Regions from separate parts of the Macaca mulatta genome. Here region 1 is linked to region 2. The links are chromatin contacts, called in public Hi-C maps. All regions are on one chromosome and are shown on one strand. The core of a region is the stretch at or near the end of the contact, and the rest is flanking DNA. Distances in the headings are between cores, read along the strand shown. Region 1 holds the start of ZNF891 (zinc finger protein 891). Region 2 holds the start of ZNF140 (zinc finger protein 140).

The links. A called contact is a pair of places that touch in the nucleus more often than the background predicts.
Region 1: a contact with region 2 is called in a Hi-C map of CD4 T cells, with 2.0 times the contacts expected there. The contact joins the promoter of ZNF891 here to the promoter of ZNF140 in region 2. A contact is called at or near these places in 3 of 14 Hi-C or Micro-C datasets (CD4 T cells, fetal cortex germinal zone and liver).

Annotation. Positions count from the first base shown.
Region 1 is chr11:140,469,926-140,476,627 of T2T-MMU8v2.0, forward strand. ZNF891 (zinc finger protein 891) reads right to left here and starts at 2,933. Exons shown (of 3, transcript XM_077955940.1): 1 at 2,879-2,933. All of the region lies in intron 1 of ZNF268 (zinc finger protein 268), which reads left to right. It overlaps ZNF10 (zinc finger protein 10), which reads left to right and starts at 3,290. Exons shown (of 5, transcript XM_015109755.3): 1 at 3,290-3,416.
Region 2 is chr11:140,423,788-140,431,154 of T2T-MMU8v2.0, forward strand. ZNF140 (zinc finger protein 140) reads left to right here and starts at 2,637. Exons shown (of 4, transcript XM_077955954.1): 1 at 2,637-3,080; 2 at 5,530-5,625. All of the region lies in intron 1 of ZNF268 (zinc finger protein 268), which reads left to right.

The DNA of each region.
Region 1 (6,702 bases), core at 1,683-4,182, 46 kb after region 2:
CTATTCATTTCTACAACTTTAATATATGTAAATCATATGGACCCTTTTTCAAGGCAGTAAGATTACAATCCAGCAAACAGGAATAGAAGTGCTTTATAGGAAACAGGAGATCTAACACAGAGGTGAGATGAGGAAACTGATGAGGGTAAAAGGGAAGCCCAGTGGTATGCCAGTGTGCTGCATGCCTACAGAGTAACTGATCAATCTACATTGTAGGGGGATGTCCAGAAAAGGAGAAAAGTGGTAAGACTGTATGACAGATTAGCCCTTGAGGAAAATGGAACCAAAAGACATTTTACATAGATTTAAGAAAACCTAAGTAAATGAATAAAAAAGGCAGTCATTATAAACAAGAAAGGTAAACCTTGTACAAGAAAGAAACATTGGCCGGGCGCGGTGGCTCAAGCCTGTAATCCCAGCACTTTGGGAGGCCGAGACGGGCGGATCACGAGGCCAGGAGATCGAGAGACGATCCCGGCTAACACGGTGAAACCCCGTCTCTACTAAAAAATACAAAAAAACTAGCCGGGCGAGGTGGCGGGCGCCTGTAGTCCCAGCTACTCGGGAGGCTGAGGCAGGAGAACGGCGTAAACCCGGGAGGCGGAGCTTGCAGTGAGCTGAGATCCGGCCACTGCACTCCAGCCTGGGTGACAGAGCAAGACTCCGTCTCAAAAAAAAAAAAAAAAAAAAAAAAAAAAAAGAAAGAAAGAAACATTATGGTTCAGTACTACAGACTAGTCATCAAATGAAAACACTGAACATATTTATCCAAAATTTGTGGGAGATAATTACATTGTGATTTAAGGATGTGGAAAGAAGGCAGCCAAAGTTTTTATTTAAAAATAATGTCTGAAATCAGTGAATAAAAAAATACTGAGAGGAGTTCAAAGCCAGAATTGCTTAAATATTTTCAAGTGGTTGCCACTGGGAAGAGATGGGGTTAAGGTGTTACTTTTTTTTTATTATGAGTCTTTCAACATATTCAGCTCTTAAAAATGTACACACACATTTCTTGGAGCACAAATAGAAATAAATTAATTACCCAGTCAAATCAAGCAGCAGATGGCCAGGTGTGGTGGCTCATGCCTGTAATCCTAGCACTTCGGGAGGCCAAAGCGGGCGGACTGCCTGAGCTCAAGAGTTCGAGACCAGCCTGGGCAACACGGTGAAACCCCGTCTCTACTGAAAAATACAAAAAATTAACCGGGCATGGCAGCGTGCGCCTGTGATCCCAGCTATTGCGGAGGCTGAGGCAGGAAAATGGCTTGAACCTGGGATGCGGAAGTTGCAGTGAGCCGAGATCCTGCCATTGCATTCCAGCCTGGGCGACAGAGAGAGACTCTGTCTGAAAAACAAAAACAAAAATTGGCCGGATCAGCCGGGCTTGATGGGGCGTGAGGCAGGAGAATTGCTTGAATCCAGGTGGCGGAGGCTACAGTGAGCCGAGATCATGCCACTGCCCTCCAGCCTGGAGACAGAGTGAAACTGTCTCGGAAAAAAAAAAAAGGTAGGAAAACAGCAACAAAGTAAAAGAAAATTTTAAAATTAAGAGCAAAACTTACTGTAACAGGACCCGCCCCCAAAAAAAGACCAAAACAACAACAACAAAAAAAAACCAAATCTACATTTTTGAAAAGACTAATGTACACTGATACCTTATAGGAGTAATCAAGAAAAAAAGAACACCTAGATAATTAGGTTCAAAAAAGAAAAAAATAACAATTACAGCAGTTATTTTAAAATATTAAAAAGTAGTGATTTTAAAAATCACCACAGAAATTACTTACAGTGATAAAATAGCATGGGCAATTTTATGCCAATAAATTTGAAAAATTACACTAAAAACAATTATCTAGGAAAAGGTATCTAAAACAGAATACAAACTAAAATACCTAATCAATGAGACTTTTAAAAAACTGAGTCAGGACCGGGTGCGGTGGCTCACTCTTGTAATCCCAGCGCTTTGGGAGGCTGGCAGATCACCTGAGATCGGGAGCTCGAGACCAGCCTGACCAACACGGAGAAACCCCCGTCTCCACTAAAAATACAGAATTAGCCACGGCGTGGTGGCTCATGCTTGTAATCGCAGCGACTCCGGAGGCTGAGGCAGGAGATTCACTTGAATCCGGGAGGCGGAGCTTGCGTGAGCCGAGATCGCGCCATTGCACTTTAGCCTGGGCAACAAAGAGCGAAACTCCGTCTCAAAACAAACAAAAATTGAGTCAGAAGTTAAACGCGTACTAAATAAGACCAAAGGTTCTGCATGCAAATTGTACCAAACTTTTGGAGGCGGGGCGGGGGGCGGTGGGGGGTGGTGACCTGTTTTACAGAATAGAAGAGACTGTGCTGTCCAAATTATTATGAAGTTTATAAAATCTTGTTAGTATAACGGGCAAGGAGAGTACACAAAAAGATTAAAATGCAATCTTGTGAGCATAAGTGAAGTCAAAGGGAGACAGCCAATTGAATACACCAGAGTATAATGCAATAGGTGAAAAAAACTATGGCTGTGATTCAACCCATTATTAGATTTGGAGATTCAAGAGGCTGCTGGACAGGGAGGCGTGCACCCTCAGCCCTCCCGTGTTGCTTAGAAAAGGAGGCAAACGCGCGCCCCCGGTCCCCCGGCGCTCCCTGCGTGGCACACACAGCCAGCCCGGGACCCCTCCGCCCCTCGCGCCCCTGGTCCCCGCGCGCCACTCGCACCCGGTAAGGGGCCCCTCCTCCCTCAAGGGCCTCTCCCACCGCCGCCTCCCAGGCAGGCTCCCCGAGGCCCAAACTTCCGTGAGGCGACGCCTGCACGCAGGAGAACTCAGTGGGCGAGGCTGAGCCCACGAGACGCATCCCGGTTGAACAAGCCACCGCCCTGCACGCTCACCCATCCTCGGCGCCCGCCTCCAGGCGCCCGCGGTCCAGCCTAAGGGGGACGTAAGGCCGAACTACGTTTCCCAGGAGCTTGTGCGCCGCCCCGCGGAAGGAGCGTGGTCCGTGCGTCACGAGCGCGCTCTCGGCGGAAGGCCCGTCACGGAAGTGTCCGTCACGGAGTGGCGGCTGGGGCGCCGGCGGGGAAACGCCGATTCTAGGATCCCGGGGCGCGCGGCTGACGGGCTGGGGGCGGGGTGCGGCCTGAACGCCAGGCTGGGGCGCGTGCGTCACGGTGTGTGTGAGGGGTGCGTGTGCGTGCGTGCGCGGCAGGGGCGGGCGCAGGACTAATGGGGCGGGGCGGGGCGCGTGCGCGTGCGTGACGTCAGGCCACGGGGAGGTGGCGCCGTAGTGCCGGGCCGGCCTCAGACACCGCTCTGACGCCGCTGCTCGCGCTGCGCGGGGAATGGAGTCGCGTTCTCTGTTTTGCCGTTGCTGCTGCCTTTGTGACGAGATCGCTTTCTCCCATCGAACCTTCTAGTTGCTTATTGCAGGTATACACGAAAGTGCTGAATTTTGTGTTTGCATCGTAATGAGACGCGTGTTGAACCCTTTAGTAATGTAGCAGTGTATTAGCTTCGTATTTCTAGGTAGACGGTAATTTTGTCAATGAAAAATTCTAACGGTGATAGTCACCCCTTGCCGGAGTCACTCTCCCTCGCGCGGCCCAGGCGTTCACGGCGGACGTTCTTGTTCTGTGGAGAATAACGGCTGCGCCTGGAGATTGACGCAGAGTGGGCGGCGGTGGTAGTAAGTTTGAGCCAGGTATTTTGAGTAATACAAAATAAGGTTTCTTCTAGTCTAACTTCCATTTTTCCCCCAGCTGGGATAGATGTTTAAAATTTTACCAATGGCCTTTCTAGCATTTATTGAAATAGTGACGCCAATTTGTGTGTGGTCTTTTGAAAACAAATCCTGCGTCTCTAGCTCCTAGCTTCCTCATCTTCAATTTTGTTTTTTAATCAAATAGGTTAACTAGAGGTGTGTTTGTTTAATCTACTTTTTTTGTTTTCAGAGACAGATGATAAGTTTACTATATTTTTATTTTCCCTTGACGCTAGATTTGTTAATTAAAATTGTATATAGGCCATCTAACACATAATATGAGTGTCAAAGATAAGGTTAACATCAAGATTTGGTACGTAGATCCCACCCAAAGTGTATGCAGAAGTTGAACAATTTCAATTCTAGCTATACATTAATTGCAGAAAGAGACTTAATTAAAAAAAAAAAAAGTAAAAGGGAAGGCAGGATGTCACCCAGAATGCCAGCCAACAAATATTATTAGGTTAGAGATGACTGCAGTTAGCTCTCCGAGAACTGGATAGCTCACCTCCTCCCTACCACTTTGAAAATCACTTCCACATTAACTTTTGTGACACAACTAATCTCTTCTGTTTTATTAAAATTGTTCCCCATCTTCCAAAGCCTCCTGGATGGTAAGTTGCACACACTCCTGCCTCTTTTTGAAAATTACATTTGTTTTTTCATTACTTCTCTCACCATGCATTTCTTTAGTTCTTAGCATATGCCAGTCACAAGGGCAGAGATTTGAGATACACATCGTAAATTAAATGAGAATATATGCTTATCAGTATTTTATGTAAGCACCGTCTGGAAATTCTACTTAGGACAATATTTAAGTAGATATGAGGCTTACCTTCTGGAAAAGAGATTACAAAATTATCCTTATTAATTAAGTCCCCTAAATGAGAAGAGATTCAATTATCAATAATTTGTAGTAAAGTGACTGAAAAGGAAATAATAAGCTAATAGATTGACTTGCTGTCCTCAACAAGTTAGCACATACTTTTATTTTTAAAAAGTCTACACAATAGGAATAAAATAATTTTAGCTAGAAATATATGTGAACTATATGAGAAAAACTTCAAAACCTTACTACGCAATGTAGAAGAATAAAGGGTAAGAATAAAAACAGATTTGTTTATAGATTATATTCAGTTGTCAAGAAAATCGGAGAATTTTGTTTTGTTTTTGTTTTGAGATGGAGTTTTGCTCTTGTTGCCCAGGCTGGAGTGCAATGGCGCGATCTTGGCTCACTACAACCTCTGCCTCCAGGGTTCAAGCAATTCTCCTGCCTCAGCCTCCCTGGTAGCTGGGATTACAGGCTCCTGCCACAACGCCCAGCTAATTTTAGCTCTTAGCATATGCCAGTCACAAGGGCAGAGATTTGAGATACACATCATAAGTTAACGAGCAACAAGAGCGAAACTCTGTCTCAAAAAAAAAAAAACAAAACATTATTTTAAGGAAACAGAAATTTCTTATTGTTAATATCTCTGTTGTGCCTACAAGAGACTCTTTCATCAGCAGTACTCTTTCTGGCATGTCTCATGTCAGCCAGGACTTTCAATTCTTCTGGCTATGAAGCAAGGTTGGGACTATGATATAGGCCACCTTTGTCTGTATATGTGCCTCTTTGTCTTATGATGAACATCCAAGAACATTACTTTTTTCTCTTTCCACACAATGTCTCCTTGCTGCCTGATCCTAACATTTCCTGTTAAATATTTTATTGTGAAAAATTTTGAACATACGGCTAAATTATAAGAAGTTTACAGTGAATACTTATAAACCTTCCCATCTAGACTCTACCATTAATATTTCACTATACCTAATTTTAACAAATACCTGTCTGTCCCTATTTTTATTCATCAGTTCATTGTATTTTTTTATTTTTTTCAAAGTAAATTGACATGGGTACATATTCCCTAAAAATTTCAGAATGCCTGTGTATTAACTAGAATTCTATATTTGTTTAGGTTTTTCTTTAGATGTGAAATGTACAAAACATGAAAAGTGCAAATCTTAAGTGTACATTTGCTGAGTTTTGACAGATGCAGTGTCTTTGCCTTTTGTATCTTTAAATACATCTTTGGCATGTCTATTGGCTACTGAGTTTTAACTTTGTGGCTGCTGGGTCCTTTTTGCTGATCATACCTTGCCCTTTGCTGAAGCAAATACTGGTAAACCTTTTCAGAACTTGAAGAGACTCTGTTGTCTTTATTAATGAACTCTATGTCCCCAAGTGAAATGCTGTGCCTGACGAGGTTGTGCCTGTCATTGTGAGTGCTGGTTAAGTATAGACAGATGTCAGAGTGAATGAATGTGAAGTGCTAAGCACTTTACTAGCCTCTTCCCAGGATTTTGAATGAGATTGTCCTAATTCTCAAGTGGTTCACTATCTCCTAAGGGAGACAGACAAATTTTGGTACTGTAAGGCAGTGTTGAAGTGCTAGAACAGGGCATGGGCAGAGTCCTTCGTGTTTACTGAGGATAGAACCACTGATTCTCTCTGAGACAGTGGGAAGGCCTCACAGCAAAGATGGCATTAAAGTGATCCTTAGAGAATATGGGGTAAATGTAGTGGGAGTTAAGTTGAAAAGGGTCAATAGTTGTGAAACTTGTACGCTAAATGTTTGATTGGAGCTGTGCTTTGGAACTGCTTGTGCCTCAAATAGTGACTTTCATAGCCTTCTTGCTGATACTTGAAGCTTCTTTTCAGCCCATCTCTGCTCTTGTGGCAGGCAAAATAATGGCTCCCCAGAGATATCACCGGCACCTGGGAATATTTTACCTTATATTGCAAAATAGAATTTGCAGATGTGATTCAGTGAAGGACTTCAAGATGGGGAGAGATTACCCTGGATTATTTCGATGGGCTTAGTGTAATAACAGGGGTCCTTAAAAGTAAAAGAGGTGGGTGGCTGGGCGCGGTGGCTCACGCCTGTAATCCCAGCACTTTGGGAGGCCAAGACG
Region 2 (7,367 bases), core at 1,387-3,886:
GTGCCCCACACAACGCTGGGAGTAAAGGCGCTCCCAGGTCACTGGGCGTCCAGCCCCTGTAGATCCAGTGCCTCTTTCCAGAAGGCTTCTGGGGGAGGGCTCCAGCTGGAGCACATGAAAAACCAGGGCCGCTCCAGCGTCTGCCTTCCTTCTCAGGTAACATGAGCCTGCTCAAGGGTGTGCGGTTCCCAAAGGGAGAAGCCGTGGCTGTGCCAGTACCAGGTACAGTCGGGGTCGTCCATAAGGCCACAGGGGACTCGGGGTCGCATCCTCTGAGACCACTGTTTCAAGGTGGCCAGGGAGTGTTGCACCGATTCTGGTTATTACAGTTATACGAAGCCAAAGTGTCAGAGGTGTTTGAACCAGAGCAACTCCATCTTGTGTTTTTATTATCATTATTTGCTGTTGTTGTTGTTGTTTTTTGAACAGCCTCGCTCTGTCGCCCAGGCTGGAGTGCAATGGCACCATCTCAGCTCACTGCAACCTTCACCTCCCAGGTTCAAGCAATTCTCCTGTCTCAGCCTCCTGAGTAGCTGGGATTACAGGTGCGCACCACCATGCCCGGCTAATTTTTCTATTTTTAGTGATGGGGTTTCATCATGTCGGTCAGGCTGGTCTCAAACTCCTGACCTCATGATCCGCCAGCCACAGCCTCCCAAAGTGGTGGGATTACAGGCGTGAGCCACCACGCTTGGCCTTGTTTTGTTTTTTTGAGACACAGTTTCACTATGTTGCCCAGGCTGGAGTGCAATGCCAAGATCTTGGCTCACAGCAACCTCCACTTCCCGGGTTCAAGTGATTCTCCTGCCTCAGCCTCCCGAGTAGCTGGGATTACAGGCGCCTGCTACCACACCCGGCTAATTTTTGTATTTTTAGTAGAGATGAGGTTTCACCATGTTGGCCAGGCTGATCTCAAACTCCTGACCTTGGGTAATCTGCCCGCCTCGGCCTCCCAAAGTGCTGGGATTACAGGCATGAGCCACTGCTCCCAGCAACTCCATCTTAAACAAGAGCTGGGTAAAATAAGGCTGAGGCATACTGGGCTGCGTTCCAAGACCGTTAGGCATTCTAAGTCACAGTATGAGACAGGAGGTCAGCATGAGATACAGGTCATAAAGACCTTGCTGATAAAAGTTTACAGTAAGGAAGCCGGCTAAAACCCACCAAAACCAAGATGGCAATGAGAGTGACTTCTGGCTGTCCTCAGTGCTACAACTTCCACTGTCAGAGGTGGTTGAACTAGGGCAACTCTATCTTTAGTAGGGGTAGATAGAGTTGGGTAAAATAAGGCTGAGACCTGCTGGCCTTCATTCCCTGGAGGTTAAGGCATTCTTAGTCACAGGATGAGATATGAGGTTGGCACAAAATACGTGTCATAAACACCTTGCTGATAAAACAGGTTGCAGTAAACAAGCCGACTAAACCCACCAAAACCAAGATGTGTGATGAGAGCGACCTCTGATTGTCCTCACTGCCCACCAGTGGCCATGGCAACATCAGGAAGTTACCCTATATGGTCTAGAAAGAGGAGGCATGAATAATCCACCCCTTGTTTAGCATATAATAAAGAAATAACCATAAAAATGCGCAACCAGCACCCTCGGGGCTGCCCTGCCTATGGATTAGCCATTCTTTATTCCTTTACTTTCCTAATAAACTTGCTTTCACTTTATGCATTCGCCTCGAATTCTTTCTTGTGCGAGATCCAAGAACCCTCTCTTAGAGTCTGAGATCCAGACCCCTTTCCAGTAACAAAAGGTCTTGGACTGAAGTACTGACTCCACAGTCTTTAAGTATCCTAGTTATTTAATAGTTGCGGTCTCGGGCTCTTGTTGGGTCGCGGTGGGTTCTGGGAAGTGTAGTTCGCCTGAGTCTCCAGTTCCTTGTCTCTGGGCGGTGTGTGCACGCCAGCGAGGCACTGTGGGAGTCGTAGTACGGGAGGAAAACCCTATACCCTCTCTCGTGGGCCGCAGGAGTTTGGGGGAAATCTAGTCGCTAAAGCCCTACATAGTCTTCCGGCTTTGGGCGTGGCCGCGATGCACTCTGGGAGTCGTAGTAGGGGAAGACAGTCCTCCGCCCTTTTGCGCAGGGTCGCAGGAGGTTCTGGGAAGTGTAGTTGCCTGAAGCTCGTGTTCTTTGTCTTTCGGTGATGTGCGCGTGGCCTCAAGGCACCCTGGGAGTTGTAGTGGGGCGGGGAAAGTCATTTGCTTTCTCCAGCGGGGTCGCGGTTGTTTCTGGGAAGTGTGGTTGCCTGAGTCCCGCGTTCTTCGTTTCTCGGCTGGTTGTGCGTGTGGCCGAGAGGCACGCGGGGAGTTATAAGAACCGAAAGCCCTGTGTGGTCTCCCGCGGGGGGCCGCGGTTGTTTCTGGGAAGTGTGGTTGCCTAGGTCCCGAGTTCTTTGTTCCTAGGCTCTGGCGTGGGAGGACAGCCCTATGCTCTGGAGCGCGGGGCCGCGGGGCCTTCTGGGAATTGTAGTTGTCCCAGGCCCTCGTTCTTTGTTTCCTCGCGCGGGAGCGCGGCGCTCTGGGAGATCCAGTAGGAACGAAAACCGTATGCCCTTGCGCGCAGGGCCGCATTTCTGGGAATTGTAGTTTTTGAGGCAGGCGGCCTGGTGGGGTGACGTCCGCGAGGCTTCTGAAGACGCATTCCTGCGACGCCCGCGGTGGGGCCCTCGGGGGCGGCTCCGAGCGTCTGGCCTGTGTAGGCAAGGAAAGGAGAACCCCGGTCTGCGCCGGATGGCCCCGGGCGGTGACTCGGTCCGGAGCCCCGGAACGCGACACCCACCTGGCCGGAAGCACAACGGAAACGCGCCGTCCTGTGGCCACTGTTAGGTGGCCGGGTTCTGGGGAGGCGCGCCGTGGCAGGAGGAGAAAGCCGGCGCCGGTGGTCCAAGCGCCCTCTCTCGGGGCCCCGCTCTCTACGTGGGAGGCGCGGAGCGGGGACCACGGGAATCCCCAGTGCGGGATCTAGTGACTTGGGCGCGGCCTAGCTGGCCCGTTCGCTCAGGGCTCCTCTCTCTGCCAGGTCTGCCATTTTACACTTTCTGATCTCCTCGGTCCCTTCTGTGAGCTATGTCTCAGGTAAGCTGATGATATATATATATATATATATATATATATATTTTTTTTTTTTTTTTCTTTGAAAGACAGAGACAGGGTCTCCTCCTGTCGCCCAGGCTGGAGTGCAGTGGGGCGATCATAGCATCCTGTAACCTCAAACTCTTGGCCTCAAGTGAGCCAACCCATTGAGCCTGTCTCCTCTTTTCTTTGTGAAGTGCAGCCGTATTTTTCAGGACTTGGGACGTGGCTTTCTCTTACAACCACCTGCCTGGCGGAACCCCAGGACCCTGTCCCCTGTTCCTCCTTTTCAGGTGCTTATACTTAAGTATACATGAAGAGAGTGACAGGAAACTATCCAGATGTGGGCGGGATTTCTGACCTGGCTGGTATGTTTTAGGGTGGGAGGGTAGGGTGCCAGCTGTTACATTGCCTCTTCTTCCCACAGTATTAGAACGAGGAGTGCTTTGCGTTACTCCAGCGCCCCTTCATTCATTTATTGAATATGTTCTTACTGAACCTCTACTTTCAGTGGTTCCCACAGTGTGATCCTTGGACCAGCAGTATCAGCATCATCTGAGAACTTGTTAGAAATGAATATTCTTGAGTCCTACCCCAGACCTTCTGAATCAGAAACTGGGAATTTGGCCCAGCAATCTAACAGTCCTTCCAAGTGCTTCTAACGCTCAGCTCATTCTATGTCTGGAGGATGCAGAAGTGACCAAAACAAAATCTCTGAACCCATAGAGCTCATTTTTCTGACATGACATAAGGAACACATTTTTATTTTGATTGGGGCTAAGAGTTTGGCTGGTAATTGTGCTTCACAGCAGTGGGGATAACAGGGTCAACTATTCAAAATGAGTCCCTCATTTTCAGTTCCACTTCTTTGTCCTACTTTTTGTCATACTTCTCTCCAAATTCAGAGGCTTTCTGAGTTTTTCTAGGGAATCCAATTTTCACCTCTGCTGCAGATCTTGCTGTGTAGGAAACAGCTGCTTTATTAGTCAACAGTCTTTAATCACTTTTTTATTAAACTTCAAAACTGTAAAATATAACTGCCATCCATCTGGGGCTGCTACTAGTTTGAGACCTTTTAAATTCCCATTCATGCCTTATAGATCTATGTGGATCACTCAAGTGGTGCAAAACCAGGCTGCAAAGCAAGGGCTTCTATATTTTTCTCCCTAACTCCGAGGGAAAGTGCTTTAGGTTCTATCCTGGGAGGTGTTACATTCTCTTCTTGCAGAATCAAGATTCTTTACTGCCTATCCTCCTTGTTCTGTGACATTGACAAAATTACCACTAAGTTTCACAGGTATTTATTTAGGATTAGGGGTGACTGGAACAAACTTGAGACTATATGCCCCATTTGAAGGGTTCTGCTATTATCTGCTATAGCCAATTATTACCCTGAAGAAATTCTGGCTGAATTATATTAAAATAGGCTGATATTGGCCGGGCGCGGTGGCTCACGCCTGTAATCCCAGCACTTTGGGAGGCCGAGGCGGGCGGATCACAAGGTCAGGAGATCGAGACCACGGTGAAACCCTGTCTCTACTAAAAATACAAAAAATTAGCCGGGCGCGGTTGTGGGCGCCTGTAGTCCCAGCTACTCGGGAGGCTGAGGCAGGAGAATGGCGTGAACCCGGGAGGCGGAGCTTGCAGTGAGCCGAGATCGCGCCACTGCACTCCAGCCTGGGCTGGGCGACAGAGCGAGACTCCGTCTCAAAAAAAAAAAAAAAAAAAAAAAAAATAGGCTGATATTAAGGAAAATATACATTATTTATTAACATAAAGGAATACTGTAAAATCTTAAGAATTTTTACAACCAATGCCAAAAATCCATATTGTTCATATGTATAATCCTTTATTTTGAACAAAACTGTAAATTGTCTCAGGACAGATAATTTATGTTTTTTCTCCTTTTCTCCAGTTATGCAACAAAACACAAAAGCTAGGCTCTTCATTATATAATTACTCAGAATTCTGAAAACTCCCATTGTTGCTACTTAGACACATTGCCTAACCTCCAGAGTGAGACTCATTTTATACTTGCAGGGAGTTTGGGAGCATGGGTCCTGGTCATGCAGATATCTGTGTGTCATTTCAGGGGTCAGTGACATTCAGAGATGTGGCCATAGACTTCTCCCAGGAGGAGTGGAAATGGCTTCAGCCTGCTCAGAGAGATCTGTACCGATGTGTAATGTTGGAGAACTATGGCCATCTGGTCTCACTGGGTAATTATTCCTCTTCATCTCCCTCAAGTCAAAATTTGACCTTTAGGGTGGCTGTTACAATTATCTGGCTGAATATTCCCAAGATAGGTATGGGGTTTCTTAAAATTAGTAAGATGGGGACGTAAGTGTACCTTATTTTTAGACATTTTAAAAACTTCCATCTGACATTTCTTTTGTGGCCCTTGTTAGGATTCAACAACTGATTTTGAATTTATTTCATTTTCTGCAAGCAGGTCTTTCCATTTCTAAGCCAGATGTGGTTTCCTTATTGGAGCAAGGGAAAGAACCCTGGCTGGGGAAAAGGAATGTGAACAGAGACCTGTTTTCAGGTGAGTGAGTTGGAAGCTGATGGGAAAATTTTTTTAAACCACTCAACTAGTCAATGAGAAAGGAATACTTTTTAATATGTTGATTGGAAAATTTTCCCTTAAAGATACCAGAGATAGGCCGGGCGCGGTGGCTCACACCTGTAATCCCAGCACTTTGGGAGGCCAGGGCAGGTGGATCACAAGGTCAGGAGATCGAGACCATCCTGGCTAACATGGTGAAACCCTGTCTCTACTAAAAATACAAAAAATTAGCCGGGTGCGGTGGCGGCGCCTGTAGTCCCAGCTACTTGGGAGGCTGAGGCAGGAGAATGGTGTGAACCCGGGAGACAGAGCTTGTGGTGAGCCGAGATTGTGCCACTGACTCCAGCCTGGGAGACAGAGCGAGACTGTGTCTCAAAAAAAAAAAATACCAGAGATATAAAGACTGAAGTTTCACTTACAACTCCATAAAGGACTACTTCATACCCAGTTCTCTTTGTTTTTTCTATATTACGTAACAGCTAACATACTCAACCAGTTCTCACTTTATACTTCCTCTACTTTCTCACAGGTATCTTTTTTGTTGTCATTGTTCGTTTTGTCTGGTCTGTGAATTTCATTTCTTTTTGTTTTTTCCTCCCTTTCTTTCTTCAAATGGACATATATTTCTATTGCCTAAATCCAACCTGAGAAAGAAAGAAAAATTAAAAAGTACATATATTGCTGTTCTATTTAATCACCTGGAAAGGATTAGCTCATTACTCTTTAATTAACTGATATTTATTCCTTCACATACACTCTTAATATTTACAGAAATTTTAATCTTGTCAATCTTAAGACTCTCTATTAAATGCTACAGAGACTAGAGGGTGTATAAAAGTGTAATAACTATCAAGGAATTCATGGCCTAGTGATGTGTCTAAATAACTTGCATTAGATATCCTCAAATTAGCAGTTCAGCAGTGAAAAAAGGAATTTCCAGTTGGCGTTTTAGGCTTGGATAATTTGGATACAGATTTCAGTAGAGAAACAGACAGAAAAGGGTCATTTTTGGAGAAAAGGTGATGAATTCTGTAAGTTCTGAATTTTGTAAGTTCTGTAAGTTCTATAGTTGATTCTACAACAGTTTTTTTTTTTTTTTTTTTTTTGAGACGGAGTCTCGCTCTGTTGCCCGGGCTGGAGTGCAGTGGCCGGATCTCAGCTCACTGCAAGCTCTGCCTCCCGGGTTCACGCCATTCTCCTGCCTCAGCCTCCCGAGTAGCTGGGACTACAGGCACCCACCACCTTGCCCGGCTAGTTTTTTGTATTTTTTAGTAGAGACGGGGTTTCACCGTGTTAGCCAGGATGGTCTCGATCTCCTGACCTCGTGATCCACCCGTCTCGGCCTCCCAAAGTGCTGGGATTACAGGCTTGAGCCACCGCGCCTGGCCTACAGCAGATGTTTAATGGAGGTACACTGATTTTTAGAGAAAAAAGGAGGAATGCATACATTTTATGAGGCAGCAGCTTAGGACTGATGAAACAGGTGCCATGAAAACTGAGCTGTAGCTTTAAGGAGAGTAGTGGTTGTTAATATGAAATGCTGCAGAGTTCGTTAGGAGAATGTCCAGAAGGATTTGCAAAGGAGGTACTAATGTGGGCTGAAGCCATGAGGTGGAACAGGTGCAGGGAAACTTCGTTTAGTGGGAGCAAATGAGGAAAAATATCCTTTTTGAATTAAAAAATAACAAAACCGATAAAAGTATGTACGAAGGAAGTGAGGA